Linked DNA regions of Mus musculus: all the other regions are linked to region 1. Evidence: chromatin contacts called from public HiChIP or PLAC-seq and promoter capture Hi-C data. All regions are on one chromosome and are shown on one strand. Each heading gives the region's core, a stretch centred on a gene start, on an enhancer-like site or on the middle of the called end of the contact. The rest is flanking DNA. Distances are from core to core; before and after follow the strand shown. Region 1 holds the start of Efnb2 (ephrin B2). Region 2 has its middle 540 kb from the start of Gm24288. Region 3 has its middle 580 kb from the start of Gm17215. Region 4 has its middle 490 kb from the start of Gm17215. Region 5 has its middle 430 kb from the start of Gm17215. Region 6 has its middle 91 kb from the start of Gm17215. Region 7 has its middle 72 kb from the start of Gm17215.

The links. Promoter capture Hi-C pulls out the DNA fragments that hold promoters and counts their contacts. HiChIP or PLAC-seq counts read pairs in DNA pulled down with a chosen protein or histone mark.
Region 2: a contact with region 1 is called in a promoter capture Hi-C map of hippocampal neurons, with 9 times the contacts expected there. The contact joins the enhancer-like site here to the promoter of Efnb2 in region 1. A contact is called at or near these places in 10 of 39 promoter capture datasets (the 3T3-L1 cell line, 3T3-L1-derived adipocytes, cranial neural crest and 5 more), 1 of 484 Hi-C or Micro-C datasets (reprogramming fibroblasts) and 3 of 115 datasets of contacts at active chromatin or transcription factors (embryonic forebrain, large pre-B cells and neural tube).
Region 3: an H3K4me3 HiChIP or PLAC-seq map of embryonic limb bud shows a contact between it and region 1, with 10 times the contacts expected there. The contact joins the enhancer-like site here to the promoter of Efnb2 in region 1. A contact is called at or near these places in 5 of 39 promoter capture datasets (the 3T3-L1 cell line, cranial neural crest, hippocampal neurons and 2 more), 5 of 484 Hi-C or Micro-C datasets (the C2C12 cell line, cardiomyocytes, cerebral cortex and 2 more), 6 of 115 datasets of contacts at active chromatin or transcription factors (the NIH/3T3 cell line, embryonic forebrain, embryonic limb bud and 3 more) and 1 of 9 other capture datasets (embryonic stem cells).
Region 4: a contact with region 1 is called in an H3K4me3 HiChIP or PLAC-seq map of embryonic forebrain, with 11 times the contacts expected there. The contact joins the enhancer-like site here to the promoter of Efnb2 in region 1. A contact is called at or near these places in 9 of 39 promoter capture datasets (the 3T3-L1 cell line, 3T3-L1-derived adipocytes, cranial neural crest and 4 more), 2 of 484 Hi-C or Micro-C datasets (cerebellar granule neurons and myocytes), 7 of 115 datasets of contacts at active chromatin or transcription factors (SST interneurons, astrocytes, cardiomyocytes and 4 more) and 1 of 9 other capture datasets (embryonic stem cells).
Region 5: a contact with region 1 is called in an H3K4me3 HiChIP or PLAC-seq map of neural tube, with 10 times the contacts expected there. The contact joins the enhancer-like site here to the promoter of Efnb2 in region 1. A contact is called at or near these places in 8 of 39 promoter capture datasets (the 3T3-L1 cell line, 3T3-L1-derived adipocytes, cranial neural crest and 5 more), 1 of 484 Hi-C or Micro-C datasets (cranial neural crest), 8 of 115 datasets of contacts at active chromatin or transcription factors (SST interneurons, astrocytes, embryonic forebrain and 5 more) and 3 of 9 other capture datasets (adipose tissue, embryonic stem cells and liver).
Region 6: an H3K4me3 HiChIP or PLAC-seq map of craniofacial prominence shows a contact between it and region 1, with 10 times the contacts expected there. The contact joins the enhancer-like site here to the promoter of Efnb2 in region 1. A contact is called at or near these places in 7 of 39 promoter capture datasets (cranial neural crest, frontonasal cranial neural crest, hippocampal neurons and 4 more), 8 of 115 datasets of contacts at active chromatin or transcription factors (craniofacial prominence, embryonic forebrain, embryonic limb bud and 2 more) and 1 of 9 other capture datasets (embryonic stem cells).
Region 7: an H3K4me3 HiChIP or PLAC-seq map of embryonic limb bud shows a contact between it and region 1, with 7 times the contacts expected there. The contact joins the enhancer-like site here to the promoter of Efnb2 in region 1. A contact is called at or near these places in 9 of 39 promoter capture datasets (the 3T3-L1 cell line, 3T3-L1-derived adipocytes, cranial neural crest and 5 more), 1 of 484 Hi-C or Micro-C datasets (neural progenitor cells), 8 of 115 datasets of contacts at active chromatin or transcription factors (craniofacial prominence, embryonic forebrain, embryonic limb bud and 4 more) and 1 of 9 other capture datasets (embryonic stem cells).

Annotation. Positions count from the first base shown.
Region 1 is chr8:8,659,846-8,662,595 of GRCm38.p6, reverse strand. Efnb2 (ephrin B2) reads left to right here and starts at 1,354. Exons shown (of 5, transcript NM_010111.6): 1 at 1,354-2,112. The coding sequence starts at 1,982.
Region 2 is chr8:6,762,126-6,764,875 of GRCm38.p6, reverse strand. No RefSeq gene overlaps it. Among named protein-coding and RNA genes, the nearest start is that of Gm24288, 540 kb to the right of the region's middle. Within about 2 kb of position 1,350, at least 5 of the 459 cell types and tissues checked have an H3K27ac peak or open chromatin away from gene starts, as enhancers often do.
Region 3 is chr8:6,801,717-6,804,466 of GRCm38.p6, reverse strand. No RefSeq gene overlaps it. Among named protein-coding and RNA genes, the nearest start is that of Gm17215, 580 kb to the left of the region's middle. Within about 2 kb of position 1,341, at least 3 of the 459 cell types and tissues checked have an H3K27ac peak or open chromatin away from gene starts, as enhancers often do. A contact at or near this core is called in embryonic limb bud, where this site is marked.
Region 4 is chr8:6,890,340-6,893,089 of GRCm38.p6, reverse strand. No RefSeq gene overlaps it. Among named protein-coding and RNA genes, the nearest start is that of Gm17215, 490 kb to the left of the region's middle. Within about 2 kb of position 1,404, at least 1 of the 459 cell types and tissues checked has an H3K27ac peak or open chromatin away from gene starts, as enhancers often do.
Region 5 is chr8:6,953,012-6,955,761 of GRCm38.p6, reverse strand. No RefSeq gene overlaps it. Among named protein-coding and RNA genes, the nearest start is that of Gm17215, 430 kb to the left of the region's middle. Within about 2 kb of position 1,336, at least 5 of the 459 cell types and tissues checked have an H3K27ac peak or open chromatin away from gene starts, as enhancers often do. A contact at or near this core is called in neural tube and second pharyngeal arch cranial neural crest, where this site is marked.
Region 6 is chr8:7,288,554-7,291,303 of GRCm38.p6, reverse strand. No RefSeq gene overlaps it. Among named protein-coding and RNA genes, the nearest start is that of Gm17215, 91 kb to the left of the region's middle. Within about 2 kb of position 1,398, at least 5 of the 459 cell types and tissues checked have an H3K27ac peak or open chromatin away from gene starts, as enhancers often do. A contact at or near this core is called in craniofacial prominence, embryonic limb bud and second pharyngeal arch cranial neural crest, where this site is marked.
Region 7 is chr8:7,307,987-7,310,736 of GRCm38.p6, reverse strand. No RefSeq gene overlaps it. Among named protein-coding and RNA genes, the nearest start is that of Gm17215, 72 kb to the left of the region's middle. Within about 2 kb of position 1,381, at least 4 of the 459 cell types and tissues checked have an H3K27ac peak or open chromatin away from gene starts, as enhancers often do. A contact at or near this core is called in embryonic limb bud, where this site is marked.

The sequences.
Region 1 (2,750 bases), core at 105-2,604:
TTGTTTAACCTAGCGTGAATCCCATCTCCCCACCCACAATCATATTGCAGGCATAGTTAAAAATAGTAATTACAGAAAAGGGTTTCTTAAAGCTGTATTTTGGTGTGTTCAATACATTGTGTTTTGGTCTTAAACGAGTTTTTCCAAACCAATTCGTAGTTGCAGTATACACTAACTTACATTAAGGTTTTTGAAAGTCAACACTTTTTAAAGCTCGAAATTTGTTTTAAAGAAGGATGAAGGGGGCGGGGGGGGTGTTGGGAGTAGTTAGTAACTAAATCATGGGGCTTGTTTTTAAAGATATCGGTGTGGAAACTGCTTAGTTCCATTTGAAGAAGTTCTGGTATTGATGGACAGCATTGTAAGAAGAGACGTGGTTAATTTTTGCTGGGCCATGGGCTGTACATGGGACTGTGCCTTCCACCTACTTTGTTCTCTCTGATAACGGGCATCTTAAGCAAGTGGTTTTCGACTTGGGAATATCTGGATCCTTAAGATTTGATCCTGTAACCGGTAGGCTTGTTCTGAAGTACGGAGAGGCAAAAGTGGGCGCTAGTGGGCGCTGTGGATCCGTAGAAGTCACAGCCGTGGTTCAGTTTTTCAAAATCGGTCTTGGGCAAGCAACCGAGTATCACAACTGCCACTTCTCTGACTGATAGTTGTCCGGGTCACACCTAACTTCCTGGCCACTGTGGGGTCGCGGGGTGTCCCGGGAGCTAGTGAAGAAAAGTCCTCCCAGACGTTGGTAGTGGAGCTTTGGAGGCGCTGTTCTTGCGGGGAGAGGACCGGAAAGGGAGCGGGCGCACGGAGTTGGGTCTCGGGGTCGGGAAGGGCGGCAGACTGGCTCGCACTGCCGGTGGGCTGCTAAGGCTCTCAGCCTCGTGAGAGTCTGATTTGAGTTGCGTCGGACCGGGCCGGAACACTTGGTGCCAGAATCAAGTTAGAAGGCCCTCAGTTAATGGCTCAGAGGGATCCGCCAAGTACCAGGGCGCCATACGCGCGAGGGGCGGCAGGGAGCGAGCGCCACAAGGCGGAACGCTGCGTCCACCACGTCTCGCCCTATCCTAGCGAGGGCACTCGCCAGCACAGGCACTTGCCGGGCGAGGTGACCCTGCTGGTGCGAGTGGCTAAGAGGCGACCAACCCTGTGCCCGGCGCCCAGCGGGGCTCGTCCTGGGGGCGGGGCTCACCTGTCAGGGGCGCCCTACCTCTGGGTGCCCAGTGTCGGGTAGGGGGCGGCAGACTGACGGGAATGCTGCCCAATCAGCGCGCGCTCGCGGCGCGGCGAGCCAATGGGCTGCGTTTGACTGGGCGGGGCCCCGCGTTTATAGTGCTCTGACAGCGCGCCCGGCGCGCTGACTCTCCGCGGCGGGGACAGAGGCACCGGTCGGATCGCGGAGCTGCGCGCAGAGCGGGTCCTGGCGCCCTCCCCGCACACAAAGGCCCGCGCGCGTCAGACGCCTGCGGGGGTTCCAGTGCTCTCCTGACTGCTTAGTGGCCGCGAGTTGCGAGGATTCAGGAGGCGCCCTTTATCTCTGCGCTCCAGGACATGGAACCGCGCCGACGCGGCGCTCGCTTGCCCGGGCCACTGCCCGCTGTCCTGGATCTATAGTCAGGCGGCCCCTCTCGGGGAGCAGCACCCGCCGCCTCACACCGACTCGTCTCTCCGCTGCGGGCCTTTGTCCCGGCCCAGTGCCCTCGCCGCGCCCGCCCTCCGCGGCTGGCCCGGCACCCTGGAGCCGCACGGGAGCCGACTGTCCCAGCTGCGTCCGGCGCAGCGCCCCGGAGCCCCGAGTCCGCCGAGCCGCCGCGCCCCGCGCGTTCGACCCCACCCCGCGCGCTGAGGGACGCGCAGGGTGAGCGCACCTGGCCTCGGCGACCGCGGGAGCGGCGCGGCGTGTCCGCCCCGGAGGATTGGGGGTCGCTGCCCGCGGCCGGTCCCAACGCGTCCCGGAGTGCGCAGAACTGGGAGCGGCTTGGGCATGGCCATGGCCCGGTCCAGGAGGGACTCTGTGTGGAAGTACTGTTGGGGACTTTTGATGGTTTTGTGCAGAACTGCGATCTCCAGATCGATAGTTTTAGAGCCTATCTACTGGAATTCCTCGAACTCCAAGTAAGTGGTGTCCACGAGCCTTCTCTCTTCCGCGGTGCCCTCGGCCGGCGCCCGGGGTACGCTGTATGGTCCGGGCGGGAGGAGGCCTTGGACCCTGTTTCTAGAACCTGGGGCTCCTGTCCCCTATCCCCCACCCTTCCACATTTCTCTAGGTGGGGACCGGTTGATCTTGAGAGCGCGGGTTCCAAGGGTACTCTAATTAGGCTCCAACCTCAAGTGCTCTAGGAGTCCCAAAGCCCTGGCGACTTGGTGGCATGCCCGGTAAGGTGTCTGATGGCGCTACCCGGCCTCCTTTCTTTTTCGAGGACGGAGGACGTTGCCACTAACGGGGCTACAGACACACATTGGCGGGCTCCGAGAGATGCTGCGCTTGCGAGGAGCGCGGGAGCCACGGGCCGGGGCCCAGCGAGAAGGCGACAAGAACTGAGAGTCTGGGGTGGTGGAGCGTCCCTTAGAGGAAGGGAGCTGGGCCCGGGGCGTCCCTGAGCCGGGATACCTCGGCGCCTTCTTGCTAGCCCGAATGTGCGCGGGGAGCTCGATGGCTCAGCCAGAGAGCTCAGGCGGCGAGCTCTCTGCATGTCGGCCTCTCCCTTCGCGTCGGAACTGGTGGTCTAGGTCCAGTGCGGCGCGGTCCACTT
Region 2 (2,750 bases), core at 101-2,600, 1.9 Mb after region 1:
CTCTTTCTCTCTCTCTCTACTCCAGTCTTCTATAGGTACTCCAAGTTAAACATACAAATCTAAATACTGGAACCTAGTATCTATATATAAAAAAGCATGCAGAATATGTTGTTCTGGATCTGGGTCACCTCACTCAGTGAGTTAGAACTGAAAGTTTGATATTCAGTGACCTTAAGTCAAGTCTATGAACATTGAGATGAATAGCATTAACAAAAACAAACATTCTTTTAACACATAGCATCTTCACTGATACATTTTAACAACTTTAAAAAAAAATAAGGCATACCCTATTACCATAGTGTGTAAAGTTTATTTGCTTTTGTAACCAGTTGTTTCACTATTAAATTTTATACCATAGTGAGTAACATATTCTTTCTTCTAGATTCAAAGAGAAAAGGGTGGTAGAGATTGTGGGAAATAAGGGGATACATTGTTTAAATGTAAATATAAAAAAAAGGATAAGATTAAATATTACCATCATGTATCCTCTCTCCAGGCTTGTCATTCTAGACAAGGACTAAACTTAAAACTCTTGAACAAGCACAAATAGGAAAACTATAGAATGGATGATACATTGAGTAAAACCAAAGGAAACTACTGAGTCTAAATGAATGAAGAAACAAGTAAACCACTTGAAATATATGCTGAAGAAGATTAGTAATGAGGATTAAAGGACAACAGGGGTTTCCAGAAGGTAACAGATGATATAGTTACATTGTGTCAACTACCACCCTCTAAAGAATGTCTTCTTGAAGAGAAAAAAATAACCTTAAAATAATGTTCTCTGTGGGAAAATGGCATTGATATTAATGCAATTTCCCCATTGAAATAGAGTTAAACAATTATTGGTGAAAAAGAGAATATCTTGTGAATATCTTTAATTATCGATCAAAGCCATTCATACACATTGATAGAGCACAAGCCTATATAATTTGGGACATTATTTCCAAATGTATTGGGACAGAAATAATGTTCATCTACTTAGATAATTTCTATGTTATATTTGATGTCACTGGTTAAGTAAAAATATCCCTGGGAAACAAACTAGGAATTATGAAGCTCTGGCAAAGGTGCTTGAACAATTCACATGGTGATTTCACTGAGAACATTCAACATTGAGCAGTGCCCTTGATTCACTACAAAGCTCCAATTTTCCATAGCATATTTTAGACGAAGTGGAAATTATCACAAAAGCCTCAATTAAAATTGGACTGTTATTCAGAATATCATTGCTCCTTGCAAAGAAAGAGAACAGCTCATCATCAATTCTCCCCTCAGTACCTAGCATGCCCCTGGCAGTCTGACGTTAGCGTTGATCTAGGACTTGGATCCTGTGGTTTCCTGTTCTTAACAGATGTCTTGAAACAATGTTCAGATCTAACATCAAACCATTGGTGGCATGGGTAACTTTCGCTTGGGAGGGGTGTCTTTGTTCTTTTGTTAATAATTTTATTTATTTACATTCAAGTTGTAGATAACATTCAGAATCTCCAATTTTAAGGACATCTGAGCTCATGAGACATTAACAAATAGGTATAGGTTATTTTAGTCTTCATTTCTATAACATATATGATTTTTCTTCTTAATTTGAAAATTTATATTTTTGAAAAATGTAACTACCTATTATAGTAAGGATTTATTGAGCTGGACGTTAATACATCTTATTAGTTTTAAAAATATTTAAGACAAATATTAATGGAACTAATACTTTTTTATTAGCTATGTATTAATTTATTTTTCTATTGAGCTTTGAGAAGAAAAGACTTTGTACTATATAAACTGAACATTCATAATCTATGCAAGATTAACTTGTCATCAATTAATGATGGAAAACTTTAACTTTTTCCTAAGGATGCTGTAATATTAAGGTGTAGGCAAATGGCTGATTGGATAAAGTAATATCATGTAAGAATGAGGACTTGAGTTTGATCCCAAACCCATGTAACAGACAGACATCACAGTGGCATCAATTCTCATCCTGGGACACAAAGATAGACAGAACTCAGGGGCTTGATGGCCACTCAATAATCGAGGTTTAGTAAGTGTCTGTCTTCAGGAATAAGTTGGTGAAGACGAAGGAGATACCCTGCAGTGACTTCTAGCATCTCCACCTGGATGCATGGCTGAGTGCACCTGCTCACACATCTGCACAGACACAACTACATTGCTTACCCAAGCATTGCTATAGTCGTAGGTGAAACAAATATTTTTGTGTGTTACACAGTTTATGTTATAGACCTATTCTCAAGTGAAGACTCTATGCTGTAAAGCGATTATAAAAAGAAAAAAAAAGCATTTCTTGTTCTCTACTCATACTGAGGTGACTAAACATCTCCATAGCACACAAAAGAAGAACATTTAGTACTGTTCGGAGGAGAGCTGGTATCTGCAGGGGTCGATGTACAGCAAGCATTACAGCTCAAGCTTGGCCCTCTTCTTAGGGTTCTATTTTTATTAGTTCACTTAATGTAGGACTCAGATTTAGTAAGGCTGGTTTATTACTCATAATGAAAGAAATAATAAAAAAGAGCATCTATGCCATAGGCTCAACACCAGTAGTTAGACACTTAATATTTAATTAGTGATATGAAAATAAGAATTTGCTGAACAAATGAAAGATGTGTGCGAACTGTGCCTGTCAGTATGTTTAACCCACTCTCATAGGGTCAAGCCTTTTGAGTATGCTGCTAAAATTTTCAGAATTTGTGATTTTTTTGTTCATATTTGCTATTAATTCATATGCATACTGA
Region 3 (2,750 bases), core at 92-2,591, 1.9 Mb after region 1:
TTATATCTGTGTTCAAAGCATAGCTCATAACTCTTCTCTCTAAAGAATATAGCCACAAATCCATAAATCTTTTGATTTAAATATTCTACAAACTCTGTAGATAAGCATGTGAATAGAGATATGGATACATTATATGTACCACAAATCTCCATCATTCATTCCTATTCAATTTAAAATGTCTTTTAAAAAAAAGAAAAAAAAAGAAAGCTGTAAAAAGTTTTACTGGTTTGTTAATGTAATATCTATGGACACAAAAAATTAACTCATAAAAATGATAGTGTACTAAGTCTATTTTGACATGAGATTCCAACACAAAATGTAGAATGGCTGTTTAATTTGCCTAAGATCACACTACTATTTGGTAAAGTTGGACATAGATATAGATGGGTTTAACAAGGGCTAACTTATGTTACCTTACTAACTTCATGAATGGAGTCCACTTTAGATAACACTTTACCATCCAAGTAGAGAAAAAAACTTTACCTCACCAAATGTTAAAGCAAGAAATAATGGTTATGCTTTGGCTTAAACATATCTTAAATAAGAAATATATTCCAGTTTCAGTTTTAAAGCATATTTCATCCTATTGAAATGTTCACAAGAACTAAGATACCTACAAGAAATTTTCTTTTGCCATTTTATTCTGAAGAAGTTTCTAAGTTTAAATTTATCACATAAGTTTCTGTATATAAAGTAACTAGCTGAGTCTATTTAATAATTTATTCATGGAGAAGTCATGCTCACAATATGTACTACAAGGTTAGTGTACTGTACTGCACACCACTTGTCAAACTCTTTGCCATTACAATAAAAGGGAAAAGAGGGAAATTAGTAAGTAAACAAGGAGGAAAGAGAGAGAGAGTGAGGAGGGGAGGAGGGACAGAGGGAGGGAGAGGGAGGGAGTGAGAAAAGGAATGACAGAAGAAGAGAACAAGAGGGAGGAATAAAAGAAAAAAATAGACTTTTAAAATATTATTAGGAGTTAAATTTGGAGGTCTTGAAGTCTGAGTGTTTTATGAGTGGATAAAGTTATGCTTCTCTTTGGGTAGTTCAGAATTACATTCCAGGTGTGAATAACCTCAGAACAGGGGGACTCTGCAAAATACATTAGCTGTAAATTTCTAATAAGAAACAGATTTTTATTTGTGAGGAGAGTTGGTGTGGGAATTTGAATTCCACATCCTCCTGTTACAGTTTGCTCAGCAATGCTATGTTTGGGTACAGTGGAGTGGAAAGTGGCGTGGAATTGCCCATAGTCTTAACATCTAACAACAGCTCATTGTGAGTGTGGACCATAGTTCCCATTAGACCTAGAGGCTGGATGTCTGCCTGATTGATCTGATCCCATAATGCAGCGAAGGAAAAGCATTACAGAAACAAAATGTTTTTACCTCAGTCCCTGTCTTCCTTCAGTTTCCTACTGCTGTTCGATCCTCATATGAAGTTAGCATTGGTTATTTGGATTCAGAGTTGAAATAATAATATAAAACATGATGAAACTTTCCTCGGCTCCAGCCTCTGTTGCTTTTCCTATTAATCCCCCGTGTTATGAATATATTGCAGAGAGGACGTAATGCCGGGTTCTAAACATGTGTATTAGAAAACAGTAGTGAAAACCACCTATTATTTTTAGTAAAATTAGTGCTCATTTTAGCACCTGTCTCTCCAGCCTCATTGACCAACAGTGTGGTATTTGTAATTGTTTATGACATATCACTTCTGGACACTTTACTAGAGTCTCTTTTCTTTCTGTTTCCCTTTGTGCTCTAGACAAGCTCATTTAAAAGCCTTTTAAAAAACATAATTTATGACACACACACACCCCAATTATTTTAGATATCACACCTTTCCACATAGTTCTGGCTGCCTCGGGTATTACATAGTCTTGCCTGACCTTGATTGTGCTTCAGTCCTTCTGATTCAGCCCACAATGTGCTAAGATGACAGGCATGGCCCTTAACTCATAACTTGAAGTTTTAACAGATTACAGAACAGTTTGGCTGCCCATTATACAGAACTGCTACTGCTAGAGACTAGAACCTCTAATGTGAAACATCTATTACCCTCTGATAAAGAGCTTCTATACTTCAGGCTAAGAGTGACACAAGACTGTGGTTATAGCCATACAAATTTTTTGTTAAACATATTGTTATTGTATGTTCATGTGTATTTATGGGGAGCTCTAATGCATGTGGGAGATATATATTGAGAGATATAAAGATAGATAGATAGATAGATAGATACATACATACATACATACATACATACATACATACATGTATATAGATACATAGATACATAGTTACATAGATATATAGATACATAGATACATAGATACATAGATGCCATGATATACATGTGGATATAGAGGAAAACTAGGTGAAGTCATTTCCTTCTTTCCACCTTTACATGGATTCAAAAGACCAAACTAAGGTGGTCAGGTTTTTGCAAGAAGCATCTTTTACAATCTGAACCATCCCACTGTTCATAAGTAAATAATTGAAAGGAAGTTGACAGCATGTCCACTTAAAAAACAACAGTAGCATGATCCCTCACCCCTAAACTATAACACCATCATATGTAGCGCGTGCTGTGGTAAGACTAAGATTAACACAGCCATAAAGTTAATGTTTATCTCTTCTTATACTTACCTGTGTTCTGTTCCTGGCTACATCTTCTCAGTGCTGCATCACATACACAGATTGGTACATCTACATACAAGCTGTAAAATTTTACTTCTATGTCAATCA
Region 4 (2,750 bases), core at 155-2,654, 1.8 Mb after region 1:
TGCATGTGCAGGTCAGGTGAGACATTAGGATGAAATGCTTAGGCAAATGTATGGCCCTCTCCTGTGATGATTGCATAAATCATCTATATATTTACATTAATTAATTAATTAATTAATTTTAAAACAAATAAATACCTAAAGAAAATTTATTGCTTTATATTCCACTTAAATCACATAAAAGGGGGCTGGTGAGATGGCTCAGTGGGTAAGAGCACCTGACTGTTCTTCCAAAGGTCTAGAGTTCAAATCCCAGCAACCACATGGTGGCTCACAACCATCCGTAACAAGATCTGACGCCCTCTTCTGGAGTGTCTGAAGACAGCTACAGTGTACTTACATATAATAAATAAATAAATCTTAAAAAAAAAAAAATCACATAAAAGTACAAAAGACTATTAAAACTTTCTTAGAGTAACAGAGTCTTAAAAACTAAATTTAGTTCAAAATTTAATTCCTTATTAATTTGATTTTAATTGACCTAACATTATCTCCTCTTAACTCTTATGTCAATGAAAACATATATTGGCTAGCTAACTAATGAGAAAATTGAACATCAGTGTCAAGATCATTTTTTATTTGTGTCACATCATCCTGAAATTTACAGTTGAATATAATTTTGAGATTCATCTGAGCATTTTATACTTTTAAATTCTGTGAGAAATAAATTTTCCTTGAGGGCAGTACCTTGATTTATTCTGAAAAAAAAAAAAGAAACAAGTGAATTACTCTGTTGATACACATTTAGACCTGGGAATGGATCTAATAGAAATCATTAAAAATCAAAGTGAATAAAAGTAGCTGGGTTAGCACTGTGTCTCAAGCCACCTCTGATTCATTGTAGTGTCAGTGTGTGCGTGAGTGTGTGTGTGTATGTGTGTGCGTGAGAGTGTGTGCGTGTGTGTGTGTGTGTGTGTGCGTGAGTGTGTGTGTGTGTGTGTGTGTGTGTGTGTGTGTGTGTGTGTGTTGTGTGTGTGTTGATGTGTGTGGGAAAGCCTGAGAAAGTGACAGGAGTGACACTGATGAATGTGGGAAGGGCATGTGATTTTTTTTTTTTCTTTTGGCTGAATTTTTTTTTTTTTTGAACCCTCTCCATGTCTGCTTTGCAGGAAGTGACAATCTTTCCTGCTCTTAGAGAAAATGATTGTATCAGGCCAAAAGACAGGCTTTTAATAATGAAACCAGTTGTTTGTATCCACTTTCCATTGATTTTTTTTTTCAAAATATCATTATACCAGCAGAGAAATTCCTTGCCACCCCATGTCATTAGTTTCAGACAGCCTAAACCACTTTGGTATGAAAGATTTCATCTTCTGACTACTGCGAAAAGGCAGTCACTCACCTCATCCCAACTGCTGGTTTCTGTTTCTCCCTCTCCTCCAACCACTTCTTGCTCCTCTCCTGGTGTCCTTCTGGCCTCCCTCCAACTTCAAGTGCAACAGGAAGCTGCAAATCAATGCCTTATGGTAGGAGCTGGTGGCCCCTTTCCAGCATGCTTACTTGCATGCAGAGAAATCTCTGAACTTCATGATTTCCTAGTCTTTAAAAAGGCATATTCAAGCTGGGCAGTGGTAGTACATGCCTTTAATCTCAGCACTTGGGAGGCAGAGGCAAGCAGATCTCTTAGTTCAAGGCCAGCCTGGTCTACAGAGTGAGCTCCAGGATAGCCAGGATTACACAGAGAAACCCTGTCTCAAAAATAACAACAAAAAAAAAGCATATTCAGTTAGTATCTGTTTATATTTCTGTACATTTGTGGTAAATGATGTGATTGCCTCTTCTATATTAGATGCTACATGGTGCCTTCATATTAATGTTTTTATCATTTATTCAAAATTATAGAATTTTGAATTAAGCACACCTATTCACAATTTTTTGTTTTACCCAAACAGATCTTTGTATTAGTTTTGATGTTATTTTTGGAGAACTCAAGAAACACGAGCAGGCATATCTTTTGGGAAAATGTAGCAGTCCCTTTTACAAACATGGTGGATTTAGTACAGTGACGACTGAGCTAAATCACTTAAGCACTGATGCATATCACAAGTACTTCACCCAACCTCAAACTTTGCAAGATATCTTCTTTAAATTTAGAAATATTTACCAAACAGCCATAAATTAGAATACCATATCAAGTAATGGGAACCAGTGATTTACTGGCTTCATTTGTGGTAAATGCTATGTATTTGCTGAATTTCCATTTTAATATTCTAACTCAAGCAATGACACACCATGGGGATGCATTAAGAAATCCCTTCTTACATTGTTGATTTTGACTGGGAATGTTAAGGAAAAGAGTGTAAAAAATCAGCAGAGCTACGGACAAAAAAATAAAAATATATATGCACTCAAACTGAACAATGAAAGTAGCACAGTGTTGTGGAGGCTGGAAGAAGGTTTGAAGTCTCATACTGCAGAGCTGAGGGCTACAAAAGTGTGTAAGCCTATCTGAAAAAACATGAAAAGAACATAGTGCAGAGAATGAAAGAAGCATTAACAATTTAATACTGAAAACTAGTCATCCATAGGAACTTAAGTACTGCATTTGGAAAGCCTACTATGATTTTAATTTCTTCATCAGAGAGGGAATGCTGTCCCTGGATGGACTATGAATATACTCTTGCAATCTCATGCCAGCCTCATTTCATGGCCCAGTTAACCTGATTCAGATTGATGATCTTGTTTGTACCCTATAACACTGAAATCAGTCACAAGTGACAAGGTATTTATTTTGGAAGCAGTCTACCAATTTT
Region 5 (2,750 bases), core at 87-2,586, 1.7 Mb after region 1:
CCCACCAAGAAACACATCATCCCTGAGCCCGAAGGATCATGGAAGCCTGTACCTCATACATGAATTTGATACATGTAATTTTCCACATTGGGGTGGTGATTTTCCAGATTGGCTCTTTATTTTCATTGATAGCAATGATTTTTATCAGTTCCATGGGATCACTAGAACATATGGAATTCTTTCATTTTAAAATCCTTGTAAAAATCTTTTAAAGTTTTAACAACTGTGATTTGAACTATCACCGCTCATAACTGGGATAGCTGTCACATGATTCTACCAAAGCTTTATACTTTCAGCATTTGCTCTAAATGACTTTTATTTAGTGTTCTCCTCCAAATTTTGTGCTAGAAACATTTTCGGAAGGGATGGTAAAATAGATAGTAATAAAATTATATAATAGATTAAACACATGTTGGCACGTAGTACCCTGTTTCACCTTAGAAACAAACCTAAAATAAGTCCCCTTGGTATTTATTTGCAACTTAGCATAACTCTTTATGCATTAAAGATCAACAAGGACTTTTTATTTTTTTTGTGTTAGTTAAGCAAAATTTACTAAGCTTAGACAGGATCATAACATCAGTTGCTCTTTTTTTAATGTGATTTTTATCTTGTCTAGCAATTAATTCTCAATTTCAGTACCATATTTTTAGTGTATACCAAATATTGTTACATGTATTCAAATGTTTAAACTTTAAAAGAAAAAGAGATCAATTATTTTGTCACACACATGTATTTCTACATGTACAAAATGTGGGAGAGAAATTCATCAATTACCTTGTAGGATAAAGACACTCTTAAAGATTAGTTGAAAAAGGAATAAGAACCAGAAGGAAGAATATGAGGAAGAGAAGTCAGAATAGAGCAGGCAGGTTGATGAATGAAAAAACACAAAGATAAGTACATATATCACATTTGATAATAAGTTCATCAAATTCAACAATATACAATAATCATTTGTGGAAATTTCCATAAGTTACATTATTTAGTAGTGTTTACATCTAAACTTATTGTTTAGATGTAAACTGTTATTTGAAATGAATGGTAGAGAACTGAATACTTGAACCTGGTGACGTTGCTCTCAGACAATAGAGAAAAAAAGTAAAATGCTGCTTTGTGCTCACTTAACATTTCCCCCCTGTGCTTGCAAGAAGTTAAAGGACAGTATGTGAAAAACCAGTAGTAAAATATCAAAAATCTTCATGACTAAACAAGCGATTAATGATCAGAGAGAACAACGCATTTCGGAATCCTTTTATCCGGTCTTTACTATGTGCCTAAGTCTGCGAATTGAGGCAACTGCTGAAATTGATCACAGCTGTAAGCCTTTCATCAGAAGCAGATGCTTCATCTGTTAGAGATGTGGATGGAGCTCATGCTGATTTTCTCCCTAGGTTAACCCTTACTCTGGCTAATGGAAATGCTGTCTAACATTCCCCTCCTTGAAACTATTTTTATCGCTATCTTGATACATTTTCGATATTCATACATTACAGGGTGCCCAATTTTCCTGTTTATTTTACTAATTGTTAGAACTTCCTGATTCAGAAAGTAGGGATAGAAAGATCAACTTCAAATAATGTTTTGAATCCTTTCAAAAATATTCAATGTGCATATTTGTTTGTGTGTGTGTGTGTGTGTGTGTGGGTGTGGGTGTGTGTGGGTATGTGGGTGTGTGTACAGATATATGTGTACATTACCTAAATATCAATTCACTAAATTAATTTAAAATGAATATATTTACCATATTTTAAGACAAGAAATGGTAGAAAGCAATGCAATAAAGCAAAAATCTGTTACCCATTCAGCTCAACTAAAATACTTGGCAGGTTCCTTTGTATGGCATGAGTAATTTAATGATCAATGGATATAAAATAAAGCCAGCCTGCATTTTTCACATATGCTTTTCTTTTGAAGAAATACTAGGAAATATGCATGTCTGACAAAGCATTTTCATTATACTTAACAAACGTTGGTTTTCTTAATTTTTAAATAGTGGTTTGAATGCTTTAAAGATGGCATTATTTTTTTTTTTACTAATTTTTGTTTATTTGTGTGTTTGAGGAATTCTGTGCATGCCACATTTTATGTAAAGATTTCAGAAGATAGCATACAGAATTTACTTTGTCACTATATTGTTTATGGATATTGAACTGAAGCTGTCAGGTGTGAGGAGAGCCTCTATTTAATGAAACATCCATGGGTTCCTGGTGTGAATTTGTTATCCATCTTTGTTATAATTTTTTACTTTCTATAAACTTTTCTCATTAATCTGGTCAGCAAAGACTAATTCTTCCAAATGCAGTAGCTGATGTCTTTCTTTTTCTTACCATTGTCCTGAATTGTTCTCCTTAATATTTCCATTTGGTTAAAATTAAAGATTTACATAATTAGAGATCTGCCATCAATTTACAGTGAGAATGGATAAACAAAATATCAGGCCTGATAGCTCACTGGGAAAAATTTAAAATAAAATTCCTCCATTTGTTACTTAATAATGTGTAGAGTAAGAACATAAAATCTATAAAGTTGTTGGTGTCATGTTGTCATTTGGCTTTCATGCTTCAAATGCATATACAGATTATAGTAATGCATGCAACTTGAACAACCTTACTGACTCAAAGTTCACTCACTTACTCTTCAGAGATGGTAGCAAGGGTATGTTTTCTTCTTCTTTGCTTTTTCTTTTAAGTGAGGAAACTTTGCCTCTGTGAGTAAAGACTTAGCACAGTGGAGTTTCTCTTATATAT
Region 6 (2,750 bases), core at 149-2,648, 1.4 Mb after region 1:
CCATTGTCCACTCCAAAGCTTATCCCCTGAAGTGTCTCTCCAGCCCCCAAGATATGTTTTTTTTTTTCCCCTAAGGTTAGCTACATATAGTTTGATACTTAGAATTTAACCCATAGAATAAGAACTTGGAGACATTTAAGTTAGTGGGACACGGTAGCTAAATTTAGATTAATTGATTCATGTATCATTAAAAAAATGTAGTTTACATTCAAACAATTATTACATTTCACAGTACATTCTTTCATGTCCTTGCCATTACATGTACACATTACTTCAGTGTATATGTACTTAAGTGCACCTTGTGTTGACAATACAGAAAACTAAATGACGTTCATGAAGATTTTTTTGTTTAATGAGTTATATCACAAATCATTCATTCATTTAACTGTGGAATGTGCTCATACCAATTTCTAACTTCCCTCAGATTCTTAAACATAACACAACTTGCTAATATAATATTCTAATATTTTAATTAGATTTGTTTGTATCATTGCTTGTCAACCGAGAACTTCCTTTTGTCCCTTGCAAGGGAAATTTGGGCATATTTGGAGACAATTATTTCTTTCTTGTTCCAAATGTGGTTGGAGAGTGCACTGTCATTAAGAGAGTAAAAGTGACATGCTGCTACGAATTCTAAAATCTGTGACAAAAGAGACCTACTAAAATGTGATGCTAGGGAGTTTGACAACCCTCGCTCCATTGACACAGCAGCCAATGAGTCAAGACTTTTTTTTTAACTTTAGCAAATAAAATACTAAAAAACGTGTTTCCAAATAAAATTATCTCACCATTCATCCTCAGTACATTGTTAAAAACAAAATCATATGCAGAGGCTTATGTACTATATCCAATACAGTAATGTCAGGTTTGGCAGTTGTATTACATACTTCTAAACTTAAAAATAATTCAATCTCTTGCATATGCAAATAGCTAGTTTTGTTTTATTTCCAAGCAGAAACTATCATATAGGGAATCTACTTAGGCTTTTATTATATCCCATCATGTTCATGAGGAGATAGGAAGTTCAAGAGAGTCTTATCACATGCCTTCACAGAGCAGTCACAAGTAACTCAGATAACTGGACAATTTTTTTTTATTTTCTCATTGGGTATAATATTTTTTACATATAAATAAAATTTGGTTATTCCACAGCATAGTAAAGTTGATATTAGTCCTTTGTTATACTGTATTTTAACATTTAAAGAAACTCACTGAAACTCTTAATTAAATACCAGGGAATTTCATTCCTTCAAGTTCGGTTCATTAGCCTGTAAGGCAGACTTTGGCCTTCTATTGTTTATCTTTGTAATGTGTCATTGTTATTTTCCTGATCTGTGTTACCATCTGAAAGCATTTCATGGCATTTTTCATGTGTGTAACATAATACAGTTTGAAGGAGACTGAAATATTATATGGTTCCACACTCAGGAAAATGAGAGGTGGGATTCAGAGCTGTGTCTCTTGTCTAGGTCATTTGGTTGTAGGTGTTAATTTGTCAAGGTATTTCTCAATTAGTTCTCAGAGACTAAGCATTGTTCTCTCTTATTGGATAAGTATTTACGAAAAGACTTAAAGAAAATACTTCCCTGGCAAGTGTTTACTCCCTGTTTCATGTTTGATCTTTTCGCTACAATCTCCTCAGAAAAGCTGGAATCTATTTTCAATGACGACATATGAATGCAGTGCACGTTCTGCGGCCTAACAGATGCCATCTGTAAAAGCATTTACTTTAAATTAGTGGGATAAGTAATCAAAAGGGCTTTGTACTTAATGCAAAACTTTTGGTGACTATTAAATGCTCATTAGAGGGTGTTTTTGCTGTATGACTGTCAAAATCAGCAGGACGCTTATGTTACGTTTCCTGAGTGGGTCAAGATTGAATATGATTTTACAGCCTAAATAACATAAATGGATGCAGGTTATTTCAGCATCTCCAGATGTTTTTTAAACTCGTTACCCCTAAACACAAAACTTAGTGCCGTGTCAAATTCTGCAATGCCATTTTAGTGAAGATCTTAAAAAAATGGGTATTTGTTATCTTTCGGTATACATAGACTGTCCTTCTTCCCCTCAATATTTGGAAATGAAGGAATAGATGCCATCAACAATGCTAAGTGTATTGCAACCAATATTTTATGGAAATACGTGGTCGGGGAACCCAGCAATATTAAATCAGCTTAACTATGCACTTATTACAATAGCTAATTATTTAGAAATTTTAATTATTGTATGATGGCTTATTTACTAGATCGTGTGTGTATTACAATTTGATTGAATCTCTGGAAATATGTCCTTATTACCACTTTGTCTTTAATTAAACATTCAATTGCAGTCTTGTTTAATCTAGAGAGATGCAGTTCATCTATTAGTCTTCTATTGTTATTTTTGTGACATCATTCACAGAAACAATACTATAAGATAAAAAAATACAAAAAACAACTTTTGTTTCACTTAAATAATCATCTTTGTACCAAGTAAATTGTGTCTAGTATCTTGAAGTGAATGTCAATAAATTGTCTTCTTCAAAAAGAATGGTTTGAAGTTCTTTCCTGTGTTGTAGAAATGGCAAGAGAAACATTGGAAGACACATTCAGCTGCTGACAGAAGTGAGGGTAAAGCAGTTACGTGTTGGTGTCACATACAGGCAATAAAGCAATGTTGACCTGAAGTGGAAACAACATTTTTGAATAATCCTGTAACATTCCAAACACATTTTCTTTCCTTATTCTTAAATTGAGAAATGGATATAT
Region 7 (2,750 bases), core at 132-2,631, 1.4 Mb after region 1:
TTCCATGCCTCTCTCCCATTGTTACGTTTTTCCAATGAGCAGGTGAGTTTTGTTTATTTAGCTAGTGCATACCACAAGTATATGAGTAGCCTTATATTAGTAAATGAAGATTTGATTTTAAAATTTCTGGTACATGTAAGTTAAATAACCTCAATGTTCATGAACAATAAATAATCTTGATATACATGGAAGTAATTTATAGCATGACATTTTCAAATTCTAAATCATATCTTGTCTATGGAGTAATAATAATTATACCTAGTAAATAGGGGTCAAATTATCACAGTAGAAGGTGTACTAAATGGGTCTTTATTCTTCATTGAATTCTAGTCGTAATTAAATCAAAATCCAAATGATGCCTTTGAGGAGTCTAAGTGAATAGCTTCTACATTATTCTGTCTTACACTTGAAAATCAATTGTCAAATGTTCATTTTCACGTTACCTACATTTGTAAAATTGTCCAAAATTTGACAGAAACTACATCATCCCACATCACATAAAACCTCACTTCTCTATATCAATGATGCTTAACATTAACAGGACACCATTATATCCTGGCTACATTTCCTATAAAATTGCAGAAGAGGGTTTTGTTTTCATGATTAGAAATCTATAATTAAATGAAATTTGAAAATTTTATCAGTATTGCTGTGTTGAACTGCTTCTGATATAGTAAAGGACTATATCACATGAAGATATAATAAATATGTACTACCTATTATATCTGCAGGATACAATAAATGTGTTGCAGGTAAGAGAGATTCTGTAGTCTGCCTATGTGCTGCAGAACTAACCTACTTTTTGACAAATTTACAAGGCAGAACATTTTACTCATCACCCTGATGGTTTAGCCTGATAAGTCACACAACTTGTTCCTGGGGTAGTCTGAGAATAAAGTATTTGAAATAAAAGCCACAATTCTGAACCTCGAGGCCTTTGCCTTCCCCTTTACCAGCACTCCTGCTGCTTGATGAACAAATGCAGTGACCTGTGGGCATAACACCCTTAGACCATGGTGCTGACAAGGCCAGGTTCATAGATCCAACTACTGCAAGGACTCCTTAGCTTTATGCTGCTTGATGAATTTCAAGTGCTCCCTAACCCCAACTAGCTACAGAGCCAACTGCCATTAAGCATAAGGATGCCAGAATGAGAGCGTGGGTTGAGGAGAGAAACTCCTTGCCCTCTTCTGGAAGAAAGAACTCAACATATGTTTCTCTGACAAGGCTCAGTGACTTTATCTACACATGAAGAACATCACTTCTTGGACACAAACCAAATGAGGTCTATTCTCCTCATGCATGGAATGCTATTCAGCTAAGTCAGCTACAGCAGTTCCAGTACCAGGCATTCCCTGCTCAGCACAGCAAAATAGCATATGGCTTTAATTAACAGTACAAACCCTAAATACCAGGTAGCTGAAGCAGTTTCCATGAGTAATTCTTCATAAATCATAGACTGCTAATGACATAACTTTGGTGATCCGCTATTATAGCAAAAGCAGTGAGCATATATGGGTGATATGTTCCATGAAGACAGATGCTTATATAGAATGTAGCTACTAATATGAGTGTATGAAATGTATGATATTAGATGACAATATTAATATCAATAAATTGTCTTTGAAAAGTAAACATAAATATCAAGTATAATGTATGTTATTGGATATTTTCCTTGTTGATGAGGCCCTTAGATAACATGTTAATTTTAACTAATTGAAATACAAAATAACAGATATGCTTTCTTCTATACATCAGTATGACCTCAGAACTCAGTAGAAATTATAATGTTTTCTAGAATTATAAGACCATCCTTTATTCCTAATAGATCTTTTTACAGTTTTTTTAAATTTATGCATATCTGTGTGTAGTTCTGTATATTTGTAGTAGGGTACCTGATGAGGTTATAGGAGTGAGATACACTTGGAGTTAGAGTTGCAGGAGCTTTTGAGTCACCTGTTGTGGTCATTCAGAACATGTTGTTAACAGCTGAGTCATCTGTCCAGCAACCCCTAATATTTTTATATTAAAACATTTTCACATATAGAGGACATTGTTTAAAACTAGGCTTGACATCTGAAAGACCTGTGTAAGTAGAAAAGAGGGAGATTAACAGGGCTGGGGGTGGAAATAGGCAATGTCTAAATTCTGTGAGGTATGGTGATGCCTGTGATCTCGTTTTCATCTTATAGAGATGGCTCTTGTTTGGAAACTCCAATTCAGACTATGTACAGGGAACATTGACGTTCAAAAAACCTGATCTGAAAGGCTGGCTCCTTTTTCAGTACTTTGAACCTATAAACTCAAACTGAAAAATAAATAACACTAATCCATGTTATCACTCCATAGAACCACATCTAGACATATACAGTCAAATTAATCTATTTGCTTTATACTTTTGTAACAGATTCATGTTAGGTAGCCCTGGCTGGCTTGGTACACACTATATATCCCTTAAATTAATTGATATTTTCCTGCTTCAATCTCCAGAGGTATGGATCACCACATTTTAATCTACTCTAGATAAATTAAGAAACAAACTCTATGCATTTATGAATGTGTATATAAATGTATCTACATGTATGTATGTTCATAAATATGTATATATGAAAAATAATTAATGAAAAAGAATCCATACAATTGTCAGAGCTTTAGGGTGTGTATATGGAAAGGCTTTTTAGGAAGGAAATGGAAGCAGAAAATTATGTAATTATTATCTCAAAAAATAAGGGTTTTAAAATTACTATCGT